Linked DNA regions of Mus musculus: region 2 is linked to region 1. Evidence: chromatin contacts called from public Hi-C data. All regions are on one chromosome and are shown on one strand. The core of a region is the stretch at or near the end of the contact, and the rest is flanking DNA. Distances in the headings are between cores, read along the strand shown. Region 1 has its middle 18 kb from the start of Gm33098. Region 2 has its middle 77 kb from the start of Galnt18.

The links. Hi-C and Micro-C count contacts between places; a contact is called where the count stands out from the background.
Region 2: a contact with region 1 is called in a Hi-C map of cortical neurons, with 1.9 times the contacts expected there. The contact joins two enhancer-like sites. A contact is called at or near these places in 1 of 15 datasets of contacts at CTCF or cohesin (the NIH/3T3 cell line), 8 of 484 Hi-C or Micro-C datasets (cardiomyocytes, cerebral cortex, cortical neurons and 4 more), 2 of 115 datasets of contacts at active chromatin or transcription factors (embryonic basal ganglia and embryonic fibroblasts) and 1 of 9 other capture datasets (embryonic stem cells).

Annotation. Positions count from the first base shown.
Region 1 is chr7:111,190,373-111,195,287 of GRCm38.p6, reverse strand. No RefSeq gene overlaps it. Among named protein-coding and RNA genes, the nearest start is that of Gm33098, 18 kb to the left of the region's middle. Within about 2 kb of position 3,422, at least 35 of the 459 cell types and tissues checked have an H3K27ac peak or open chromatin away from gene starts, as enhancers often do. A contact at or near this core is called in cortical neurons, where this site is marked.
Region 2 is chr7:111,855,010-111,859,764 of GRCm38.p6, reverse strand. It overlaps the pseudogene Gm45588. Among named protein-coding and RNA genes, the nearest start is that of Galnt18, 77 kb to the right of the region's middle. Within about 2 kb of position 3,409, at least 8 of the 459 cell types and tissues checked have an H3K27ac peak or open chromatin away from gene starts, as enhancers often do. A contact at or near this core is called in cortical neurons, where this site is marked.

The DNA.
Region 1 (4,915 bases), core at 2,173-4,672:
GGTGCCATAGCCCAAAGGACCCTGTGTGTTTAGCTTCATCTTCTGCTGTCGCCATCTTGAAATGCTTCCTGACTCTAGTTGTATTTTATAAGTAAATTCTGATAGGCCACTGATCGGGGTTCTCTGTATAGTCCAGCATTCCCCTGCCTCTCCCAGCTCCAACTCGCTAGACCTCCAGGTACACCACCTCAGCCCAGCTTCCATCCCTACCTATTCCCACCTTCTCTTCTTTTCAAACCCCCAATATGCAAGATCACAAAAATTTAGCTATATGCAGCCTTACTGTAAGACAGACTGAAAGATAGACTTCACCCAAAGAAACCACTGAGTTAAGCTATGAAATTCCACAGCAAAGATCCAACTTTGGGGCTGAGAAAAATGGCTCAGTGGTTAAGAGCACTTGTTGCTCTTTCAGAAGACTCAAGTTCTGTTCCTGGCATCCACTTGGTGGCGTATGAACCATGTTTAATTCTACTTCCAGGAGACCCAACATCTTCTTCTGAACTCTACAAACAGAAGGCACACCCATAATGCACATACATACATAAGCAAAATACTTGTGCACATATTTTTTTAAGTCTAAATAAACTAAAGATCCAACATGGGAGATAGGGGGCTGGCGAGATGGCTCAGTGGTTAAGAGTGCCAACTGCTCTTCCAAAGGTCCTGAGTTCAATCCTAGCAACCACATGGCAGCTCACAACCATCCATAAAGAAATCTGATGCCCTCTTCTGGAGTGTCTGAAAACAGCTACAGTGTACGTACATATAATAAATAAGTAAATCTTTTTTTTTTTAATTAAAAAAAAAAAACATGGGAGATAGGAAAAGAGATTTTTTTAATGAAGATATCAAGTCCCAAGGCCTATAGAACAATCAGTCCACACCACAGCTGATCTGAGGGCTGTGGAGAGAAACACTAGGAGAGCAAGTGAAACTGCTGAGTTGTATGGGGAATGTTCTAGATGTTGCCAGGGGACTTTTAGAGCTATGAGAAAGTTTGGGTTAAATATGAACTATTTGGGTTGAGTGAGTTTTAGGAAGAGAAGGGGGAACCATCCCTAGCAATCATCAACTCCAAGAAATATAAACTATACAAACAAGAGGAACTAGAAGCACAGGTTATTTCTTGGCTAACTGTACAATAACTAAATAGTTCTATAAAGATAAAAATTGATGGGGGTGGGTGGGTATGGGGGACTTTTGGTATAGCATTGGAAATGTAAATGAGCTAAATACCTAATAAAAAATGGAAAAAACAAAACAAAAAAGATAAAAATTGAATATTTATCTCACTAGAAATTATGGAACTATATTGGGAAAGTGTCAAAGAGAAACTTGAGAGAGCTAAGATCTTTGTCTTTCTCAATGGGGGATCAATAGAAAATGAGAAGCCAGAAGGTTATGAAAAAGTATGTTAGCCTGCAAATCAGAAGTGCAGAGCTAGACACAACAGGAATAGAAAACGAATTAAAAGTACCAAGCAGGGGGTGTGGGGAGACAAGGCCTTAAAACTGTTGCTGTTAACATGGGTTTTGTAGACCTCTCACTGTTTCATCTAGCTATCCACGGCAGTCCACAGAATTTAAAAAAAATATTCCAAAGAGTAATGGGCAGTGGAAATTCTGGATTTGTCTCAGGTTGTGTTCAAGTCTGGCTCCAATCACTGGAGGTGAGTCTGCAACACCCAGCCACTTTCTGTCCAATTTAGAGAATGGTATTTTAGTATTAGTTTGGGTTTCTGTGGAGGGTTTTGGTGGTAGCAGTGGTAGTGGTGTGTGTGTGTGTGTGAGAGAGAGAGAGAGAGAGAGAGAGAGAGAGAGAGAGAGAGAGAGAGATCTATTTATTTTTTATTTTGATTACATTTATTCACTTACTCTTACACTCACATGTGGAGCTCAAAGGACAACATTCAAGAGTCAGTTCTGATCTTTCATGGAGTGGGACCCAAGGATTGAACCCAGGTAGTCCAGTTTGGTGGCAAAGGACCTTTACCCTCTGAGCCATCTAGCCAGCTCAGTGGTGTTAGTTTAAACGAGTGTGCTTTGCTTGGGTTCTCTAGAACATCAAAGAACTGGGTGACAGCATGGATAATTAAACTCTAATTTTAGAACTTTTTAAATTGCTAAATTGCTTTTGTGTGCTTTCCAAAAGAGTTTCTGATCTGCTTCCTGGCTCTTGGATTTTTTTTTAATCTATTATTGCCTTTTCCCGATCCTTTCAACTCCAAATGCTTCCTTTAAATTCTGTTTGTGCTTCTCACATCTGACCTCTGCTTCCCAGGTGGAGCTTGACTGTATCTCTGCCACGATCTCAGAAAAGGCCCAGGACTTTTCAACACTAGGAAGAGGAATGAGAGAGAGAGACCTTGGAGCTTTTCCTAAGAGAACGAAGAAAACTCAAATGATAAAGAGAAATTATCAATTGCTACTAAAATCTAGAACAAGAACTTCTTCATTGTGCCTTATTGAGATGTTCATTCTAAATTGTTACCATTTGGAATATATTTAGTAATCATTCAGATTATCTTTGTAGAGGATTTTATGGACTAAGTGGGATCACTTGACCTGATCTCACACAGGCTTTTGATCACCTGATGTGTGAGACTTTCTCCCTGAGATCTTTATTTAATTGGTTGGGTATAGTACGGATGTAGAGACTTCCCAGCCTGTTCTGGAAGGCTGCAAATTCTGAGCCACACTGGGCTGAGTCATGCCACAGTATCCACTCTGAAGACACCTCAAAAAAAGAAAAAAAATCCAAATCCACAACAGAATCCAAGGACTAAAATCACTTGGTGTCTTGATAGTATGAACTCAGGATCCCTAAATTTCTCTCTTTAGTTTGCAGTGGGTTCCCAAAATGGCATACAGTGTACACAAGAGTAGTTTGGGTGGCTGGTGACTCTCCTTCATCATGGCTGCCCTCTTTATGATGAAAATGCTCATTTCTTGTGAAGCAGTATATTTGTGCCGTCCACTTCAGAGTCACCCTGCTTGTTCAGACAAATGGGTTCTCTAAGCCTTTTGAGGGGTGCTGGTGATTGAACCCCATATGTGCACTACAGAAGTACAATCCCAGCCCACCCTGAACTTTTGAATCAGGGAACTGGATGTTCAGGCCCTGGCAGCTCATCTCCCATACGTAGTCAGAAGGTGTCTTGTGAATATATGTGCACTGCCCCTTCACCAGTAGCAATGGCCCTGGCCCTCATGAAGAAGCACATGCTTGGAAATGAATCAAGTCCCACTGCTGAGACTCGAGATGGATAGGAGCAGTGGGATGTAATTAGTAAAACAGATAGTGGCTCTGCAAAGGAGGCTGTGAACCAGAGCCAAAGCTGGGACTGAACAGGACAGAGCACAGACCAACAGAGTGTGCGTGCTGGTGCAGTGATGCAGAGCTGAAACATCAGAGACAGCCAGGCCAACATGGAGCCGTGCTGGCCTGAGTCCCAGAATGGAATGCAGGGCTGAGCCCAGATAGGAGGAGCCACAGAGGGAGCAAGAAGGCAGCCTTTTGAGGTACCCTGATTTTCTTAAAGAGTTTTTTAGGTGTGTGTGTGTGTGTGTGTGTGTGTGTGTGTGTGTGTGTGTGTGTGTGTATACGCATGTGTATGTATGAATGCAAGTGCCCATGGAGGCCAGAAGACATCATCGGTTCCCTAGAGCTAGAGTAGGTAGTTGTGAGCTTAGACCTGAACTCAGGTTCCTCAAGAATAGTATGTACTCTTAACCAGTGAGCCATCTTGCCAGTCCCAAACATTTTGATTTAAACTAAGGCCACCAGTCCTACCCCTAGATTCAATCTGACCTCTGGTGCTGTGCACAGCTAGATTTATAACCTTGACAGGAGCCAGCCAGTGTGGGTGTGGTCAGACCATTATACATGAGTTCAGCTCAGACTCTGAGCCACAAACAGCACACTCAAAATGCTCTCCCACCTGCACACATACTCAGAGTCTGGGCCTGGCAGAAGAAGGAAAGCAAAGCAGTTCTGTTGTTTTCCTGTGTGTATCTGTGTGTGTGTGTGTGTGTGTGTGTGTGTGTGTGTGTGTGTGTACATGTACATGTGTGTATACACATGTGTGCATAGGTACATAGATGTGTGTGTGTCAAAAGAGACTCTCGGTGCTGTCTTGCCTTCTGTTTTTCATTTGTGACAGGTTCCCTCATTGGCCTAGAACTTCACCAAGTAGGCTGGGCTAGCTGACGGGCAAGCATCCAGAGGTCCACCTGTCTCCACACTCCATCTTGCAGTCCTGGGACTGCAGGTGTGCACTGCTATGCCCAGGTTTTTAATGTGGGTTCTGAGGTTCTGAAATAAGGTTCTTAGGACTTCCAGGCAAATCATTTGTTGACTAAGCCATCACCTCAGCCTCCAGAACTAACAGTTTTGAGCTAACATATGAGATATGGACACAAAATCCATCTTTACTACTAATGAGAAATGCAAATTATCCTTTTTCCTATATGTGCTAGTATGCTTTCCGTTGTTATGATAAAAACACTCTAGCAAAAGCAGTCTTACGAGGAAAAGGTTTGTTTGGCTTACACATCCCGATCACAATCCATCACTGAGAGAGTCAGGACAGGAACTCAGAAACATGTTGCTTCCTGGCTGGCTCACTGGCTTGCGCTCAGCTAGCTTTCTTATACGTCCCAGGCCCACCTGCCTGGAGACAGCACTGCCCACAACAGGCCCTTCAGGCAATTCCTCTCAGACATGGCCACAGGTGGGTCTGAGCAAGGCAGTTTTTTAGTTGAGGTTCCTGCTTCCCAGATGACCCTAGGTTTGTGTCAATTTGACAGTAAGAACTAACCAGACACTGTACATTTAGAATAACCCTCCTCTACAGATCAGACCAGATCAGGCCTGGTTTGTTTTTATATATATTTATTACATGTTGCGTGTG
Region 2 (4,755 bases), core at 2,160-4,659, 660 kb before region 1:
ACAAGTCACTCCACTAGGTAGCAACCCAACGCTCGCCTTGCTACCACACCTGGGGACCTGTGTTCTACTCTGTACCACTGAACATGAATCTTCTGGATATTTCATTATATATATATATGCATGTGTGTGTGTGTTTATGCACCATCCCTACCCTCACCCCTGTAGCATGTGTGTGTGTGTGTGTGTGTGTGTGTGTGTGTGTGTGTGTGTATGAGGCCAGAGGCCCACAATGGTTATCTTCCTTAATTGCTGTCCATACTACTTTATTGACAGGGTCTCTCACTGACACAGAGCTTGTGGCCTAGCTGCCTCCATAGTGCTGGGATTGCAGATAGGTGCCACTGTGCCTGGTGGTTTTTGTTGGTGCTGGAGAGCCACAGTAATGCTTTATTTTAACACTTTTATTTTATTTTATTTTATGTGTATGGGTATTCTGCCTGTATGTAGTATGTCTGTACAGCACACACATGCAGTGACCACAAAGACCAGAAATGGGTGATGGATTCTCATGTGACATTTGGAACCTGGTGTGTGTGTGTGTGTGTGTGTGTGTGTGTGTGTGTGTGCTGGGAATTGAACATGGGTCCTCTGGGAGAGCAGCCAATGCTCTTAACCACAGAGCCATCTCTCTAGCCCTGAACTTATGTTCTTATGCTTGGGTGATAAGCACTTAACTAACTGAGCTATACCCCTTGCCCCAGAACTTCATTCTTTTTAATCATTGAATAGTAGTTCACATATATGTGTGCCATAAGCTTTTTTTTTCAACCCAAGAAAAGGAATTTTATAAAAGCTGTTGCATAGATTCTAGAAAACATGGCCTGGAGCCCACACAGCCAGTGTGGGGTCTTGACTGGTGATTGTAGGGGAAGTAACCGAGTCTCAATCTCTTGTTTGTAAAATAAAAATAAAGAATCCTGTGCACATTTCAGATAATGTATACAAATCACTTAGCACAAACCAAATCACCTCCATGAAAACAGTGGTAATAAATACTATTTTATTATTATGGCCTGTGAAAAGTATGGCTTTTGCTTCTTCCTTATACACACTCAAATGAATGAACCCTTTTCTAAAACATCTCCTAAAATAATAAACCCTACAGCCATTGCAGTACATTGAGCTCCATAGAGACAGCACCGGGGCAAGTGAGAGCCTGATGGGCACTGGGCAACTTTATGCCTCGCAGAGGAAAATCAACTGAACACGGGCAAAGGAGATCCTAAGAAGCCGAGAAGCAAAATGTCCTCATATGCATTCTTCGTGCAAACCGCCAGGAGGAGCACAAGAAGAAGCATCCGGATGCTTCTGTCAACTTCTCAGAGTTCTCCAAGAAGTGCTCAGAGAGGTGGAAGACCATGACTGCTAAAGAAAAGGGGAAATTTGAAGATATGGCAAAGGCTGACAAGGCTCATTCTGAAAGAGAAAAATGAAAACCTACATCCGCCCTAAAGGGGAGACCAAAAAGAGGTTCAAGGACCTCAATGCACCCAAGAGGCATCCTTCAGCCTTCTTCTTGTTCTGATCTGAGTACCACCCCCAAATCAAAGGTGAGCATCCTGGCTTATCCATTGGTGATGTTGCAAAGAAACTAGGAGAGATGTGGAACAACACTGCAGTGAATGACAAGCAGCCCTATGAGAAGAAGGCTGCCAAGCTGAAGGAGAAGTACGAGAAGGATATTGCTGCCTACAGAGCTAAAGGAAAACCTGATGCAGCGAAAAAGGGGGTGGTCAAGGCTGAAAAGAGCAAGAAAAAGAAGGAAGAGGAAGATGATGAGGAGGATGAAGAAGATGAGGAAGAGGAAGATGGAGATGATGAAAATGATGATGAATAAATTGGTTCTAGCACAGTTTTTTTTTCTTGTCTATAAAGCATTGAACCCCCTGTACACAACTCACTCCTTTTAAAGAAAAAAATTGAAATGTAAAATTTGTTTTTAAGCTGTACAGTGTCTTTTTTGTTTGTTTGTTTGTATGGTTAACACACTACCGAATGTGTCTTTAGACAGCCCTGTCCTGGTGGTGTTTTCAATAGCCACTAACCTTGCCTGGTACAGTCTGGGGGTTGTAAATTGGCATGGCAATTTAAAGCAGGTTCTTGTTGGTGCACATCACAAATTAGTTATATATGGGGACAGTAGTTTGTTTCTTGTTTTTTTTTCTTTTGGTTTTATTTTTGGGTTTTATTTATTTTTTCATCTTCAGTTGTCTCTGATGCAGCTTATACAAAGATAATTTTTGTTCTGTTAACTGAATACCACTCTGTAATTGCAAAAAAAAAAAAAATGTGGCTGTTTTGTTGACATTCTGAATGCTTCTAAGTAAATACAATTTTTTTAAATTAAAAAAATAATAAATAAACCCAGGTTGCTGCTTTGAACGTATTCTCAATCAGTTCCTGCCTGCAATGGTCTTCTGAGGGAAGGTGATGTCTCCCTTCCTCCTGGAGACTGGCACTCCCCAGGTCCCTCTGACCTGACATCCTGTTGACAGCGGCTGGCTTTAAGGATTTCCTTCCCAAGCAGAACCTTGTGCTGTTGAGACGCAGTGGTGCCAGGTGGCTGAAGGCTATGCTGATTAGTAGGGATAAGATGGCGTTCCTTTTGCACCTGTGGCCATTGACGCTAACTAGATCCCTGAGGAGCTGAGCCCTTGCCATGGGAACCAATTACAGACAGAGAGGGTGTTACGGTGCTGGTGAAGTAGACTCACCTGGTTTCTAGTCTGGCCTCTGCCATTTACAGGGCAAATGGCTTGATTGATGGGAAAGGGTGGGGATTCCCATGGAGAAGCGGAGAGGACGGCATCCTGCATCCTCTGTGGGAGAGGCACTGTGGGCCAGCACTGTAGGGCTGGCACCTCTAACTCAGATGTCTGTGGTGCACTAGCCTGTCCTCCCCAACGCTCTGCCTCCCGTACTCAGGACACCCTGAAGTGAGAGACACTGGTGTGTCTTAACTAAGGGTATAATGTATATGGAACATATCCCAGACCTCCCTTCCCCTCTTTACCTCCCCACCCCTTACCCCTTTCTCCTCTTTTTTTCTCCTATTTCTATTCTTTTTCCTTTACTTTCATGCCATGGATACCTATGTGATTCTATGTATCTATTAAACCTTGGTGCCATAAAAAAAGAGAAAGCATTATTTGTCTTTCTGAGACTGGTTTAGTCATTTAATCTAGTCATCTCTAGCTATGCTGGTTTCCTGCAAATGACTTAACCGTCATTCCATCGTGGATGCAGGCCCCATTGTCTCTAATCAGCCTCTGCTGATAATTGCCCAGGTTGGTTCTCTAGTTGCTTGTCACGAAAAGCACTTTGGGGACACGGTGTGCTGGTATCCCTGTGATATGTTGACATGGAGTCTTTTGGGAGTGGTATAGCTGGGTTGTGTGGAAGATCTAATTTTAGTTTTTGGTGTATCTTTTAAAGTCACCCTTAGCAACCGAGGAGCTGGGCGATTTTCGCTTCAGTATAGTTAAGGTTTGATAACTCTCCGCACAGGCTTCCAACTGGCAGGCGTAACCTTGAGAGGTGGTTCTGTCCCTGTTCTTTAAAATGTTTTACTCTCTCCTGAGACATATATTTTTGTTATTGCTGTTGTTGTTGTTTTGTGCAGGAACAACCTTTTCTATCAGAATGACCTTCACCCATTGTTGAGGTACCCTGAGAATTCAGATGTGTGCATTGCATTTAGACTTGGCTCTTGCCTTGAGTGCAGCAGAGAACTAGCAAGCTGTTGTCATGGGCATCCCGGGACCACTCTGTGGTCCCTACTCCTACAGGAGTGGTTGCATCTACTTGGGGGCCGCACTGATGTGATAATTACTCTATTAATGATGGCCTCTCACAGCCCCAGTCTTCAGTTACTCTTAAAATCCCCTTTGCGTCTGCCAAATGGTGTAGCCTAGCTCCATTTCACAGACACCCAGACTCCGAGATTCATTGGCCATCAGATCGCCTATCATGAACACAGACTCAGACATTGCTTGACTAAGAGACAGCCCCTTTGGGTCAGAATCCATGTTTTCTGACTTGGTCCAGGGCTCCATTTACTTCCTTACTGTGAACTTGAAAGTGAGGGAGTTCACAGTAACTCCTCTTGACTTAGTGTGGTTGTTTGTGATATAGTTGCATGAACGCTACTTAATTGATTCTCTGCTTCCACCCCTCTCTTTCTCTGCAAGTCTGAGCTGGAGCAGGGCATGCTTGGTAGGCGTGGGGCACACAGGTGGCTCATTGCCTTGTGCCCTAGGGCTGCAGTAAATTGCTATTATCTGGTCTCCAGCCTCTGGCAGAGATGGGGAGGGGAGGCCGAGAAAGTGACATTTCTGTAAATAACCACACCTGGTTCTGAGAGCAGGAGGATTGGCATGTCCCTGTAGCCTCATCAATTCCCATCAACCTTTTGCAGGGGGAGCCCCAGGGGAGAGACTGTCTTCACACCTTTATGGTTATTTATAGCCACCTCATCTCGTCCACACTCAGGGGGGTTCTGGTTCAATTGGTAACAGTCTCCTTCCACATGGGCTTAGAACCTTCCGGGAACATGTTGCTTAGCCCTCTACTACACAGACCAGAGGGCATAGCAGCCACTGAGTCAAAGTGAGGACAGGAAGAGGAGACTTGGATATGAGGCCTGAATTTCTCAGCTTTGTATATCTGTCTCTCAGGGCTAATTGGCTAGCCAGTGTCAGGGTTCAATGACCATGATTTACAAGCAAATGGCCTGGGTTCAGAACACTGATGGCT